Linked DNA regions of Mus musculus: region 1 is linked to region 2. A link is a contact called in public promoter capture Hi-C data. All regions are on one chromosome and are shown on one strand. Each heading gives the region's core, a stretch centred on a gene start, on an enhancer-like site or on the middle of the called end of the contact. The rest is flanking DNA. Distances are from core to core; before and after follow the strand shown. Region 1 holds the start of Elmod1 (ELMO/CED-12 domain containing 1). Region 2 has its middle 16 kb from the start of Slc35f2.

Evidence for each region. Promoter capture Hi-C pulls out the DNA fragments that hold promoters and counts their contacts.
Region 1: a promoter capture Hi-C map of embryonic stem cells shows a contact between it and region 2, with 2.5 times the contacts expected there. The contact joins the promoter of Elmod1 here to the enhancer-like site in region 2. A contact is called at or near these places in 12 of 39 promoter capture datasets (the 3T3-L1 cell line, embryonic stem cells, epiblast stem cells and 8 more), 1 of 15 datasets of contacts at CTCF or cohesin (embryonic stem cells), 43 of 484 Hi-C or Micro-C datasets (B cells, CD4 T cells, the HL-1 cell line and 17 more), 6 of 115 datasets of contacts at active chromatin or transcription factors (embryonic stem cells and epiblast stem cells) and 1 of 9 other capture datasets (embryonic stem cells).

Annotation. Positions count from the first base shown.
Region 1 is chr9:53,973,899-53,976,598 of GRCm38.p6, forward strand. It overlaps Elmod1 (ELMO/CED-12 domain containing 1), which reads right to left and starts at 1,403. Exons shown (of 11, transcript NM_177769.4): 1 at 1,127-1,403.
Region 2 is chr9:53,754,634-53,757,333 of GRCm38.p6, forward strand. No RefSeq gene overlaps it. Among named protein-coding and RNA genes, the nearest start is that of Slc35f2, 16 kb to the right of the region's middle. Within about 2 kb of position 1,363, at least 11 of the 459 cell types and tissues checked have an H3K27ac peak or open chromatin away from gene starts, as enhancers often do. A contact at or near this core is called in embryonic stem cells, where this site is marked.

The DNA of each region.
Region 1 (2,700 bases), core at 153-2,652, 220 kb after region 2:
GAAACTTCTAGGGAGAGAATGACCAAGACTGTTGTTACTCCGTGTTGTCATAAGACAACAAGGAACTATGACGTTTATTCCAATGTAGGCATGCTACTACCTGCTTTCCACCATATTGGCAATAGCAGTTAAGGACGGTTGTCAAGCGACCGACACAACATGCACACACTGCTGAGATGCAGAACAAAGCCTGGGTGGCTGCCTAAAATCGGTCTCTCCAAATGACAGCCCCAATTTATGACACCAGTCTAAGGCTTGCGGGGATTTGCGACGTCTTTTTCTCTGTTGGTGGGGAAGAAAGAGATGAAATTTGGAGAGCTCCAAGCAGTGGCCTGGGCTTCCATCTGTTTGTGCGGGGCAGAAAGGCTTACACACATATTCATTAAACTTGATCTGAAGCGAGCGAGTCTGTGAGGTCGTTTCTGAAATATTCATAAGGTCTGTTACCGGACTCGCCACTTAGAGGTTGAGCAGAAACACGACGAGGGGGAGCAGTTGGTGCCCACACTTGGAAATAAAGGCACTAGGAAAAACAGCACACCTCGCTCCACTGTTCCTGTTTTAACAGCTCCTCACGGCTGCTCTCCGCCCGCCTGTTCAATTGCACCTGCCCAGGAGATGCTCCAAGAGTGGAGTTTCCTGGAGTAGAAGGAGGTGCGCTCGCCAGCCCTGCAGACCTGGCTCAGGGTGGAGGCTCAGAGACCTCTGGTTTACAGCTCTGCCACTCTGCCGCCTGGCACCGCCCCGGGGCCTGACCGGCAGGACAGAGGGCTCCTTAGGGGCCAGGACCCTCCACTTGCCCCAGCCAGGCCGCTCTTTGTTCCCGCTTGGGATTCCTCCCTAAGCACCAGCAGTGGCGTTCAGTCGCTAGGCGACCTGCGCCCCAGGGACGCAAACAGCTTCCAGCGCTGACCCGCAGCGCCGCGGGTTGTTATTTCCCGGCTCACGATGAGAAAGAGGATTTAGTCTTGGGTGACTCGGGCGCTCCGGCACCCAGGTAGTGCGCACTTTCATTCACGTCCCCTCACTGTCCCCATTTATTTTGTACCCTACACACACAGGTCAGCTGCCACCTCTCTTTTTTCCAAGGGCATTCACCCTTGGCTCCTCTAGGGTCGCGACTCACCGGAGCAGAGACAGTGGTGGGCTCAGCAGCTCTGGGATCGCAACAGTGTGGTCTCCATCTCCGCCTTCGCTCCTGCTACGCACTAGCGACCGTGATCGCCGCGGCTGGTCCCCGAGCGGATGCTGGACAGAGGCGGCCGCGGCTGCCGCACTGGCTGCGGGCGCGGGAGGGGCGGGGGCGGGGCGGGAATCTGGGTCGCGTGGAGCCCTGCAAGCCGGGTTGCACCCTGGGCAGCGGGCAGAGAGGAGGCGACCGAGAGCAGCTGGGGAGGGCGTGCAGAGGTTTCCCTGGGAGCAAGACGCTGGCGGCTACTGAGCATGCTCAGTCGCGGAACCCCGGGGCGCGGGCGCGGCGGGGAGGAGTGAGCTCAGGCCCCCGCGCCAGAATGTGGGAAGAAAGGGTTAAAACTGCGCACTTGGCCGCAGTGGCCTAGTTTAACTGTGCAGGAGTCAGAGTCGACCACCCCTAAAGAAGTCCAGGGTTGTGAACCTGGGAAGACCTGTCAGTGGGATTCCTGAAGAATCTAGGGCAAGGAATGTTCTCCAGTTCCTCTGAGGTGGATTATCCAGAAGGCAAAGTTTGTTTTTAGTTTATTTGTTTTTTTACCTCCTCCCAATTCAGATACCCAACCCTCACTTGCTTTCCTGTGTGTTCTGACTCCCCCCAGGCATCCCCTTCCTCTCTTGATTCTTGGACAGGTCAGGTGAAGTTGTCAAAGAGCCAGTTCTTTAATTAGGTGTAACTGAGAGCCCCGGTGGGTCTTCCCTGGCCCAGGCCTGTGTTTCATCGAGGGTTTCATAAACAACAGCTCATTACAAGTTTAAGTATAATGGGATAAATTATAGATATCCTGGTCTGCAATTATTTGGGGGGAACACTGCCTTCTTGCAGTGGAATGGCTGAACTCCCGAACACCCACACCCTTCCTCAGTCCTATTTTCGGTTTTATGTAGAACGTCTTCATAGATAAGAGTTTCCGAACAACACAGGGAAACTGACTTCTTCAAAAGGCTTTGATTTTGCTCGTGGTGTTCCGATCTTCTGGTTTACCTTACCCTTTCCGTTCCCCTTCATGACGACCTACTCACTCTCTGTGATCAATGTTACCTTCTCTGAAACGTGGCTGCAATACAAGTTAATGCCTGGCTGTCAGAGATCATCTGGACACGCTGCTGTCACATAGTAGAGTTGGTTACTGCTGTATAAGAAGGTCAAACAACCAAGCCAACTGTTTTGTGCAGGCACGGAACAATGTGCTGAGAAAACAACAACAAATAAGACAGACAGGTTTTTCTCCTCAGAGAATTTACAATCTGTTGAAAACGACAGGCAAGCCAGAATGGCGGCAGCACTTGGGAAGCAGAGGCAGGTGGATTTCCTGAATTTGAGGGCAGCTTGGTCTACATAGTGAGTCCAATAACAATCACAAAACCAGAGAAAGGCAACAAATACCTAAAATGGAGAGTATTATCAAGAATAAAGGTCAAGTTGTTTTTGACTTTGTGTTACCCATCAAATGAATCTACCGAGACTTGACTTATCTCTGAAACAATGGATAATAATATTAATAATGG
Region 2 (2,700 bases), core at 113-2,612:
CTTATTCCACATAACATAATTACCTCCAGATCTATTCATGTTGCTGCAAATAACAGAACTTCATTTTTCTCTAGTGCTAGAAGAGAACTTGACTGTGGCTATGCAACTCATTTCTTCTGTCTATCCATCCGTTGACAGATACGTGGATTGTCTGGCTGTTATGAATTGTGCTGTATTAACACAGAAATATGAATGTCTCTTTGACATACTGATTGTATTTCTTCTAAATATTTCCTGTAATTGGTCACTGGGTCATTTAGAAGTCCTCTTTAATTTTGGAGGAACATCTCTGGCATTTGCCATAATGACTGTGCTTCTTTACATTCCAAGCCAGGGTGTGTAGGAATTCCTTGTCTTCACATCCTCCCTGACTGTTGTTGTCTTTAGACTTTCCAAAAGTTGCTCTTCTTACTAGGGTGAGGGAGTATCTTACTGTGACTTCTATTCACATTTCCCTGATGACTAGCAATGTCAGTTCTTCTCCTACACTTGTTCCAGTTTGAATGCACCCTCTTGGAAAATGCCTAATTAGATCCACTGCCAACCTTTAAATGGAATTACTTGGCTTCTTGGTTCCTGAGCTTTCGAAATGCATTCTGTGCCCTGGGAGTCAGGGGTCTGCTTTACATCTGCTCTCTTGCATCTTGTGGGCTGTCTCTGGATCCTGTTGCTTTTCTCTGTGTTTTTGGCAGGAACTTTTAGTTCGCTGCAATCCCGTTTGTTTATTTTTAGTTTCTTTTGTTTTGGGGTCTTGTGAAAAAAAAATCCATCCCATTTCACTGCTGTGAAGCATTACACCTATTATGTTTTTCTTATAATAAGAACATACGTTTCTTATTTCAGGTTTTACACTTAAATCTTCAAGGTATTTTTGAGTTGATTTTTGTACCTGGTGAGAGATAGGCATCTGATTTCGTTCTCTATCTAGTGGATAGCTGATATTCTTCAAACCATCTATCGATAGATGGCCATTTCTACAGTGCATGTTCTTGCATTGTTGTCTTCTGCTGGTTTGTTTCCTGCAACAGGGTCTCTGAAGAGCCAAATACAGGCAACCGTGGCCTGGGAACAGCCTTAGGCATTCCCCAATACAGTGTTCCAATACAGTAGCAAACTGGTGCAGCCACTATGGAAGTCAGAATGGAGAATTCTAAAGAGCTACAAATAGATCTACTATGACTTAGCTCTATCACTCCTTGGCAATATGTCCAAAGTACTTAACATCATACTCCACAAATGTTTGCTCAATCATGTCCTGTAGTCTCCCCTCTCCCAGCCTGAAACCTGCTTGCTCAGGGGTGGAGCTTTCTGCTCATTCGTTCTGCCACGCCCACTGCTGGAACCTGCGGAGCCACACACGTGCACCTTTCTACTGGACCAGAGATTATTCGGCGGGAATCGGGTCTCCTCTCCCATCCTTTATAACTAGTGTCGCAACAATAAAATTTGAGCCTTGATCAGAGTAACTGTCTTGGCTACATTCTTTTCTCCCAAAAGGTACCGAGAGCCACGGGTGTGGGTCTTATCAGTACCCACGGGAGGAATCGGGTCCATGTCCACCCAAGCCAAGGTTAAAAGCCCACTCATCTACGGATGAGAAAATCATTTGATCACCTCAGTTAAGCGTTGCCTTATTTAACTTAATTAATAGGGGGGAGAGAGATTGGAGACGTACTATTGAAAGGGCAAGCCCTTCACTGCCTCTGCCTCCCACCCAAATAAAAAAGCCAATTGGCTTTGTACTACAAGAGCCGGTCGAACTCCTTCTCCCTGTTTCCCACCTATCATCCAAACATGCGGAGGAATATCAACTTAGTGTTATTCTTATTATAGTGTATTTCACATTTGTTCAGTCAAACTTAGCCAGAGTTCCAACGCCCTACTTAAAATTCAACTAGAAAGTTACCTACCAAGTACTAATTAGCATTATAAAGTCAGAGCCTACAGCTCCAGGCTTTTCAGTTAGTTGTTTACTAAGAAAGGTCACTCTTAGCCAGATACAGTTTACCATAAGAAAAGTTAAGGAATCCCAGGAAAGCAAGTTTTTTCTTTAGCCCTAGATTCCAGGCAGAACTATTGAGCATAGATAATTTTTCCCCCCTCAGGCCAGCTTTTTCTTTTTTTAAATTTTGTTAATAAAAGGGAGGAGATGTAGTCTCCCCTCCCCCAGCCTGAAACCTGCTTGCTCAGGGGTGGAGCTTCCTGCTCATTCGTTCTGCCACGCCCACTGCTGGAACCTGCGGAGCCACACACGTGCACCTTTCTACTGGACCAGAGATTATTCGGCGGGAATCGGGTCCCCTCCCCCTTCCTTCATAACTAGTGTCGCAACAATAAAATTTGAGCCTTGATCAGAGTAACTGTCTTGGCTACATTCTTTTCTCTCGCCACCTCTTCTCTAGCCCCTCTTCTCTTCCAGGTTTCCAAAATGCCTTTCCAGGCTAGAACCCAGGTTGTGGTCTGCTGGCCGGACACAACAATGTCCATTTGCTGTCTATGAACAAAAGGTAGGAAATAGGAAAAAAAAACCTAAATGTCCTACAATCAATAGATGGATAATGAAAATACGATATATGCACACTATAGAATACTGTTTAGCAGAAAAGAAAAATGAAATCATGCAGGTGAATGGTTAGAAGTAGAAAAGATTATATTGATTGAGGTAACTGAGACCCAGAAAGACAAACATGCTCTCTCCCA